Linked DNA regions of Drosophila melanogaster: region 1 is linked to region 2. A link is a contact called in public Hi-C data. All regions are on one chromosome and are shown on one strand. The core of a region is the stretch at or near the end of the contact, and the rest is flanking DNA. Distances in the headings are between cores, read along the strand shown. Region 1 holds the start of caup (caupolican). Region 2 holds the start of toe (twin of eyg).

Evidence for each region. Hi-C and Micro-C count contacts between places; a contact is called where the count stands out from the background.
Region 1: a contact with region 2 is called in a Hi-C map of the Kc167 cell line, with 1.8 times the contacts expected there. A contact is called at or near these places in 22 of 107 Hi-C or Micro-C datasets (the Kc167 cell line, the S2 cell line, brain and 6 more).

Annotation. Positions count from the first base shown.
Region 1 is chr3L:12,608,034-12,611,812 of dm6, reverse strand. It overlaps caup (caupolican), which reads right to left and starts at 2,182. Exons shown (of 5, transcript NM_079322.3): 1 at 994-2,182. The coding sequence starts at 1,044.
Region 2 is chr3L:12,431,035-12,434,793 of dm6, reverse strand. toe (twin of eyg) reads left to right here and starts at 2,126. Exons shown (of 6, transcript NM_079317.3): 1 at 2,126-2,718. The coding sequence starts at 2,481.

The DNA of each region.
Region 1 (3,779 bases), core at 933-3,432, 180 kb before region 2:
CCCCCCCTTCGGTTACCAGCGATTTGCATCCAAGGCGGTGACGGCTGTCCTAAATTGTGAAACATTTCTTGGCGGCGGGGCGGCCATTATGGCTATATCCGCATATATATATATATATCTATATATATATGTATGTATATATATAGGGATCCAGGAGCCCCAACCGGTGCCAAAGTGCTTGAATATTCATGTGCAGTGGCTGCTCCCCAAACCCGCCGGCTTAATATGTAAATTTAAAGTTATTTCGCACCGTCCATTATTAAAGATTTCCCTTTTCGCACATGCCAAAATATTCAACTGACTCAGTTTCTGGTTTTATGAAACATCTTTTGTGTGTGTGCCAAATATTATTTTAGTCCGCACTAAATAAATAGTATATTCAAGTGTCTCTTGAAATGATTAAGTTATGGCTGCATATTGAAATGGCACAGCTGTAAATCAAAATATAATAAATACATATAACGAAATTAATAAATTTAATTTCATGGCCAATATAAATTGTTATGACTAAGCCATCTGTTTTAAATTTAAATTTAAGGCACCCAGTAGCAATAATTCAGAAATTTGCTCTTTCAACTGGTTTTTCGCATTCTACTCAATTTAAATCAATGTATTTATAAATCTTCAGATTCTATTCACAATAATTATTGTAAGCAAAGTGCTCTTTATAATATGGTATTTATGGCCTTCAGTTTGAACACAAATTATGAGATTACAAAAAAAAATTTGGATAAGGTTTTTAATTGATTTGGAATTTGTTACTTTTAAAATTGAATATATTATTGACAAAATCTAAAGGGAGCAACATTTTCAAAGCAAATATAAATGTATATATAAGATACAATATTGGATCCATACTAAAAGATTCCTTAAAATTGTTGTCTGTGCTAAATAACCGTTTAAAACTTAAGTTAAGTTTGCTTACTAATCAATACAGACTTAAAAAAAACGGTTAACTGTTAATCTCTAAACAAACCACCGGCATAAACCCACCTGATTTGCCGTCGGGTAGCCAGCGTATCCAAACTGCGCATATGCAGCCATTGTCTCGCTGGCTGAGTTGGCCTAAAGAGCGGCGACACGCGAGTTCACTGTGCCGGGGCTTCACTGTGGGGCGTCCCTCGTTGTTTGCTTGTTGTTTTCTTATTTTTTTTTGCGATTGCGGATGCGGATGCTGGCGGAGCCCTCGAAAAAGGGGTGGCCAAGGATGTGGGGATGGTGTTGGGTGCTTAAGGGAGGTTCAAGTGGGTGGCCAGTGGGTGGTTGGGTTGGGTGGCTGGGCGGATTTGGCGTGCGTGCTCGACGGCTAAGCACTCTGGGCGCTTTTGTTGTTTGCTGGCTTGTTGGGTGTTGTGCTATTGTTGTTGTTGCTGCTGCTGGCTGGCCTTGTTGAAAATTGATAAAACAAATTGTCGATGTCGAGCAGTTCTGTTAATGTCGCCGGAGCCGGAAAATGTTTTGTTTGTTTTGTGTGACTTTGCTGTTTTATTTCGCTCGTCCGTTTTCATCCGTTTTAACTTGATTTTTATTGACTCTGTTTGACTCTTTGGCGGCCGGTTACCAAAATGGTTAAAAAAAGACACACACAGACGACAGCCGGGCAAAGCAAATTGGATTCAAGTGTTTGCCGCAAACAGATTTACAAATGTACGCGGCTCTTCAGTCTTCGGTCAAAAGAATGTGTCAGTTTGGTTTGCGAGTTTACCCACTGATTGGTATTTCAGTTTTTTCCACACTGTATCGAAATTTTTTAAAGTCAGCTTAGGAAACTTTTTGATATGTGATCCATAATAATAAACATAGTTTCGAATTTATGGCGAGTTTCTTTTGATATTTAACGAGACATTTCTAGAGAGGTTTGCCTGTCTTTTCGGGTCCCTTTTTTTCGTATTTACTTTTATCATAACTATTGCACGCACTTCATTATCTACGTCGGTTGCATCTGCCGATCCGATCCGCTGGCAATGCTCCAGTAAAAACGGGTTCCGTTCCAACCTGTCAGCGGTATCTCCACGGTGACGACGGCAGTGACTGCGACTCAATAACCGACTGTGACTTATCCGGTGACTGTAACTCGTTCGTCGGTACTTTCGTTTCGGCCTTTTTTCGAGTTTACTGGGCGACGCGGCGGAGATGCCAAGATGCGAAGATGCGCACCTATTCGCGTTTCGGAACAAACTGTTTTTCGGCCGCTCAGCGAGCAGCGCGGTTGCGTGTGACAGAGATGGCAGCAGCGATGTAAACGGGATGGCTGCAGGGCCGCGAGAGAGCCAGCCAGTTAGGAGCTCTCCCATTGGCCAGCGTTCCAATCAGACTGGCAGCCACGAGCAGCAGCCTTCTCGCTTGCACGTCTGTGAGTGGTCTGGTAACGAGTGAGAAGGGTAGACTCTCTGGGGCTGTTGTTGCTTTGTTCGTTGAGAACGCCCACCTCCAAGCACTGGAAAGTAAGTCGACGCTCTCTTTCTGCCGACCCCTCTCTGTCGACGTTGGAAGCGATTTCATGGCGGACCACGATCGAAAGGCTTCCCAATTGGATATTGTAGCCAAAGTTGGCTAAGAATTTTCCGATTTTGATAAAAAAGTACAATACAGAAATAATTGGAAAAACTAGAAAAGAGTTGCTGAAGATTTGCTATCATAATAACTGGTCAAAATACGTCTGGGCATACATTCGTGGGAAGAATTGGAACATTTTTCTACAATCTCAAAAAATCAAACATTAATTTAATTAATTAAATATAATGTTTAAGAAAATTTGCAGGCATATAAAGATATGTTTTTCAAGACGAGTGGGTATACAATCTCTTTAATATTGAGTAGTTTAGTGTTTTATTTGATCCGCTTCCAATTATTCTTTGAAATTTTAAAAGAGAATTTTCAATATTAAAATAACAAAAACATAAAACCTTTTTTATAAGCCCAGCTGAAATAAATATAATCTATGTCACATCAAACTACAAAAAATAACATACAGCAAACAAATATAAGCATGTTTTTATATTTTAATAAACATATTTGCTTTTCTATCTTGGCTCCCAATAAACAAAAAGTTTGATATTTTAATGTGCATTTAAATTTTGGGTGGTGTAAGGACTTGGAAAATCTAAAAAGTAATCAAATTAAATTATTTTAGAAGGTCTGCAAGTATATAAAGCCAAAATCTAATTTTATTTAAGAAAACTAATCCGTACGTTATTGGTAACATCAACAACATTTAATCATTACAGTGTGTGTGTGTTTTTTTAAAAATAGCTTGATATATGCATTGTACATTTCCCATAAAAGTGCTTAATGCTCCAATATCTCAAGGCCAAATCACGAAAATCGCAGCTAATTGGGACTAGCTAATCGTAACAAGATACCGAAATAGGAGAAAAAACAAACAAACAATCCGATTCCATTCGATCCAAGGAAGGGGGCGTGGCCGGTCCATTTGAGGGTCCTCGAGTCGAGTGCGTTCTAATTAATGGTATGTGGAGCGGGCGGGGTGGGGAGGGGAACTGAACGTTTTTGGGGAATTTTTGTAAAATGAGTATTTTGATGTTTTGGGGTGTTAACGCGCTGCCATTTATTATAAATGCGAGTGCATCTCAAAGTCAAAAGAGACGCACATGTGGCACTTTTTTCGGTACTTACAAACGAACGCATATGTAAATGTGTGTGTAGCAATGTGTCATTTGCATAGGAAAATGAAAATGCACCGGGTATTTTTGGGAAAAGTGTCCGAATGCCCAAACTCCTGATCGGTACTCAATTTCTGGACGCTCTTGGCGGCGCCA
Region 2 (3,759 bases), core at 877-3,376:
GGCAGCGCGAGTTAATTCCGCTGCTTAACATCCGATCAACACTAGGCCCCCTTTCAGCCCCCCCTTCTGACAATCACTGGCACTTTGCCTTTCTTTGAGTTTTCTTAGTGTTCTCCCATTGGGCATAACTAGGTATTCCAGTTACCAAGGGAGCAAGAAAGACAACTCTATAGCTAGTGCGCAGCTGCGCGTCTGCTCTTCAGACACGCCTCTCACTCGCTCTCACTCAGTTGGCCAGCTAACTTGAGTTTGTCTCAAATTATGTAAGGTGAAGGTGAGTCGAGCTCAACGCGATCTCCCTCTCTTTTAATCTGTTTTTTTTCTTTCTTGTCATATATACATATATATGTATATTTTTTAGTGGAAGCAACTTTTGCCTGGTCTTCTATCAACATAAATAAATTAGTACGCCTGCGTTGGCAAAAGTTATGTGCGCTGCGTGCATGGCTGTGCATTTTGAATGGCAAAACTTGTGCCTCTCTATCTCCGTAGAATCATTGTTATTTTGCGCTGCGAAATTATAGGCCATTAAAATTGATTATTTTCCATTATCAGTGTGGGAGGTTGTCCGTTCGCCGCCTCTCTGTCACACCCACTGGAAAAGAAAGGGGGGATAGAGAAGTGCCGCTGCAGTGGGGAGTTGCAATAACAACACCTCTGGCTGTGCAAAAATCATTTCACGTTAAAGGGCCCAAATACACATGCATGCATATGTACATACACAGACTTAAAAGTTGGCGGCCATTATTACACGGCTCCTGATTTCTGTAACTCAGCCAACCAGCGAACAAGTGGGAGTGAGAGGGGAACAGTGGGCGAAATAAATCAATTAGCCGACCCATCTTCACCTCGTGCCGCTCCTGTCACTCCACTGCAATCGCAATGCATATTGCGCTTTCCTTCTCGCTCTGTCTCCTTTGCTGCGCAGCCTTATCTCGCTCTCTTTTTCTCCACCTAGTTAATCGGTTACGTCGCTGCTTACCACCTCCTTGCCACCCAAACTGCACACCCCACTTGGCTAGTAACCACCGCGGTGGTTGGCCAAAATGAGTGGAGTCGCGTCCAACGTGGATTCATTGGTTTCTCGTCCGGCCAAGTCACTAATGTCCGCCAATGTCCCGTGTAATGCGCTTTTTGCTCATCCTCGATTTTGGGGAAGAAACAGAAGAAGAAGGGGTTCAGTGTACGGGAGCCAAGGATATGGGAATCACGCAAAAAAATTTAACATTTCATATTAAATTTAAACGATTTAAAATTATCGGATTTTGGGATAAAGAGAAAACTGTTTTTTGTTATGTATAGTTTGCACACATCACATATAAACGTATTTAAATGCAAACATGATATATTAAATAGTTTACCGCCTACAGCCCTTTGAATGTTTATCTCATGAATTAATCAATACAATAGTCAGAAAACAAATATATATAAAAATTGTAATAACATTAATGGCACATTATTATAGAACTTAATATTACATCTTTATATAGACACAATTTTCCAATTGTATTAAAGGATTAGGCAGCATATCATATAATATCATATCTTATTGTGTTTTATTTACTTTCCCTAAAATCACTCAAGCTGAGTGTTTCTTTCAGTGCTTCCTTTGGTGATCGATGATTGACAGCCGATTCGTGGTGTCGGCATTTCCATATAACAACTTTTCCAACTGGCCAACACCACGTATGTATTACCAAACAAAAACGCCGCTCAATTAAAAGGCCGAAAGCAACTGGTAGCGCAGTTCGGGCCAGAAAGTTTTTGATAAACAATGCACTGAAATCGAATGCCCGAGTAATTAATTATTGAACTTTTACAACTGCTACGCTTTTCTCGGCATATTTTTTTCCACCTCCGATTTTGCCTCTCATTTCCTCAGCAAACTGCTCAATGGGGCGACGCTCAAAGCGAGCACACACACACTAACGCACCCCCCCACACACACACACACACTCAGAGGCGGAAAAAAAAAACACGGCTGAATGCTCAGTGGCAAACCGACCACAAGCACAGGCAAACCAGAATGCAGCAACACAACAGCTATAGCAACCCGATCCAGGTTTTGGCCAAGTAAGATATTGCGCTGCCGGTGGCTCCGAGTTCAGTCTCATTCAGCGAGTCGGCGGGCGTTGAGTTTGAGTGCGAAGTGCGGTGCGCGTCGAGTCAGCGAGCGTTGAGCAGCAGCAGCAGCAGCAGCAGCAACAACACGACGCAACAGCAACATCAGCCGCAACAGAAGCAGCAACAGAAGCAGCAACGTGCAACTTGCAACAGCAACACAAGCGAGCGGTTTCGGTGCGCGTTTTCGAGTGGCGTGCCAAAAAAAAAACAAAAATTTCACAAATAATCCCTTTCAAAAAAACCGTCGGTGAAACACAGAAAGCCCACAAAATGCCGCCTGTTGTTCACTGAGAAAAAAAAAATAGCCAAACACATCAATTGCATTGCTGGCGCTTGAAGATTTTTGGAAGCGTGGCATGGCAACCAGCACCTCACCCGGACCCACAAGGACAACTGCAGCCATTAGAGTCTCCCTGCCAGGAGCAGCACCCGCAATTCCCGCTACCGCCACCGCCGGCTCTCAATCCCCCGGCGCCATCATGCCCATGGCCGCCGTGCCGTTGCCGTCGCATCTCCAACTGCTGGGCAGTTCCGCGGGAGGCGTCGGTCAGCCGGCGGCAATCACGCCCGTTTCGCCCACGGCTGCTACCACAGGTGAGTGCTAAAATAAATAATATTTTACAAGCCTTGTTTGGCACATTTTAATTTATTGTTGATGCGAGTTCGATTGGAACAAAACGCTCCTTTCTAATTTAACAAAAAAACTTTTTAATGACTTTATCGACTTTAATTTGAATTTTAACAGGCTTAAGTTTCAGTAAAAGTATCATATATGAGTTTCTAAAGAAAATGTGCTCATCCAGAAAAGGAGTAGTTAGTTTTATTTAAAAAAAATTTAGTAATATTTTTTGAATGGGAAAACGTATGAAAAATCATAACTGACAGTTTTCAGTTTTCAAAACCAAATACAATTCAGAATTCATCTGAGAAACTTTCTATGCATTCTTTCGTTTACTAATTACATTATATTATATTTATATAATAATATATTGTATTATATTTCTAACAAGTATAAGGATTATAAGGATAATAAGGATTTAAAATATAAACTTTTATTAAAGTCAGCAGCATATAAAATGTATTATCATCCAATTAAATTCTTACAATGCCCAATCCTAAAAATTTTATTTAAATTGTTTTTTTTTTTAATTTGTTCACGTACAGCAAATTATTTTTGTAATTTTTAAATACAGGTTTGTCTTATTATTTTTAGCACCAAAGCTTTAAAAGTAACTTAAATAGCCTTTAAATTCATTGATTTTCCGATTGTTTGATTGTTTTTTTTTTTTATTTTGCACGAGAACTACAAATGTTTTATCTCCACTAACGTTTAAGTTAAGTTCGTTGGTTTCTTAGTTGATTTTACTACTAATGTTGCCCCTTGTGGCACTGCTATTGCTGCACGCTCCATGTGAGCCGCAAGATTCGGGCGAATTCCGTGAACTGACATGGAATCGGGAATCGGGGGCTCGAAACAGTTTAAAACAAAAGCCAACCGGGCACAAGAAACTGGTGGCACTAGTCAAATGCATGCTGGAGCAGTGCAATGATTTGGAAATTTCACAACAGCAACGCAGCAGCAGCAGCAGCAACACGCAGCAAGACACAACTGAGCTGTGGCAACTGTTTTGGTCT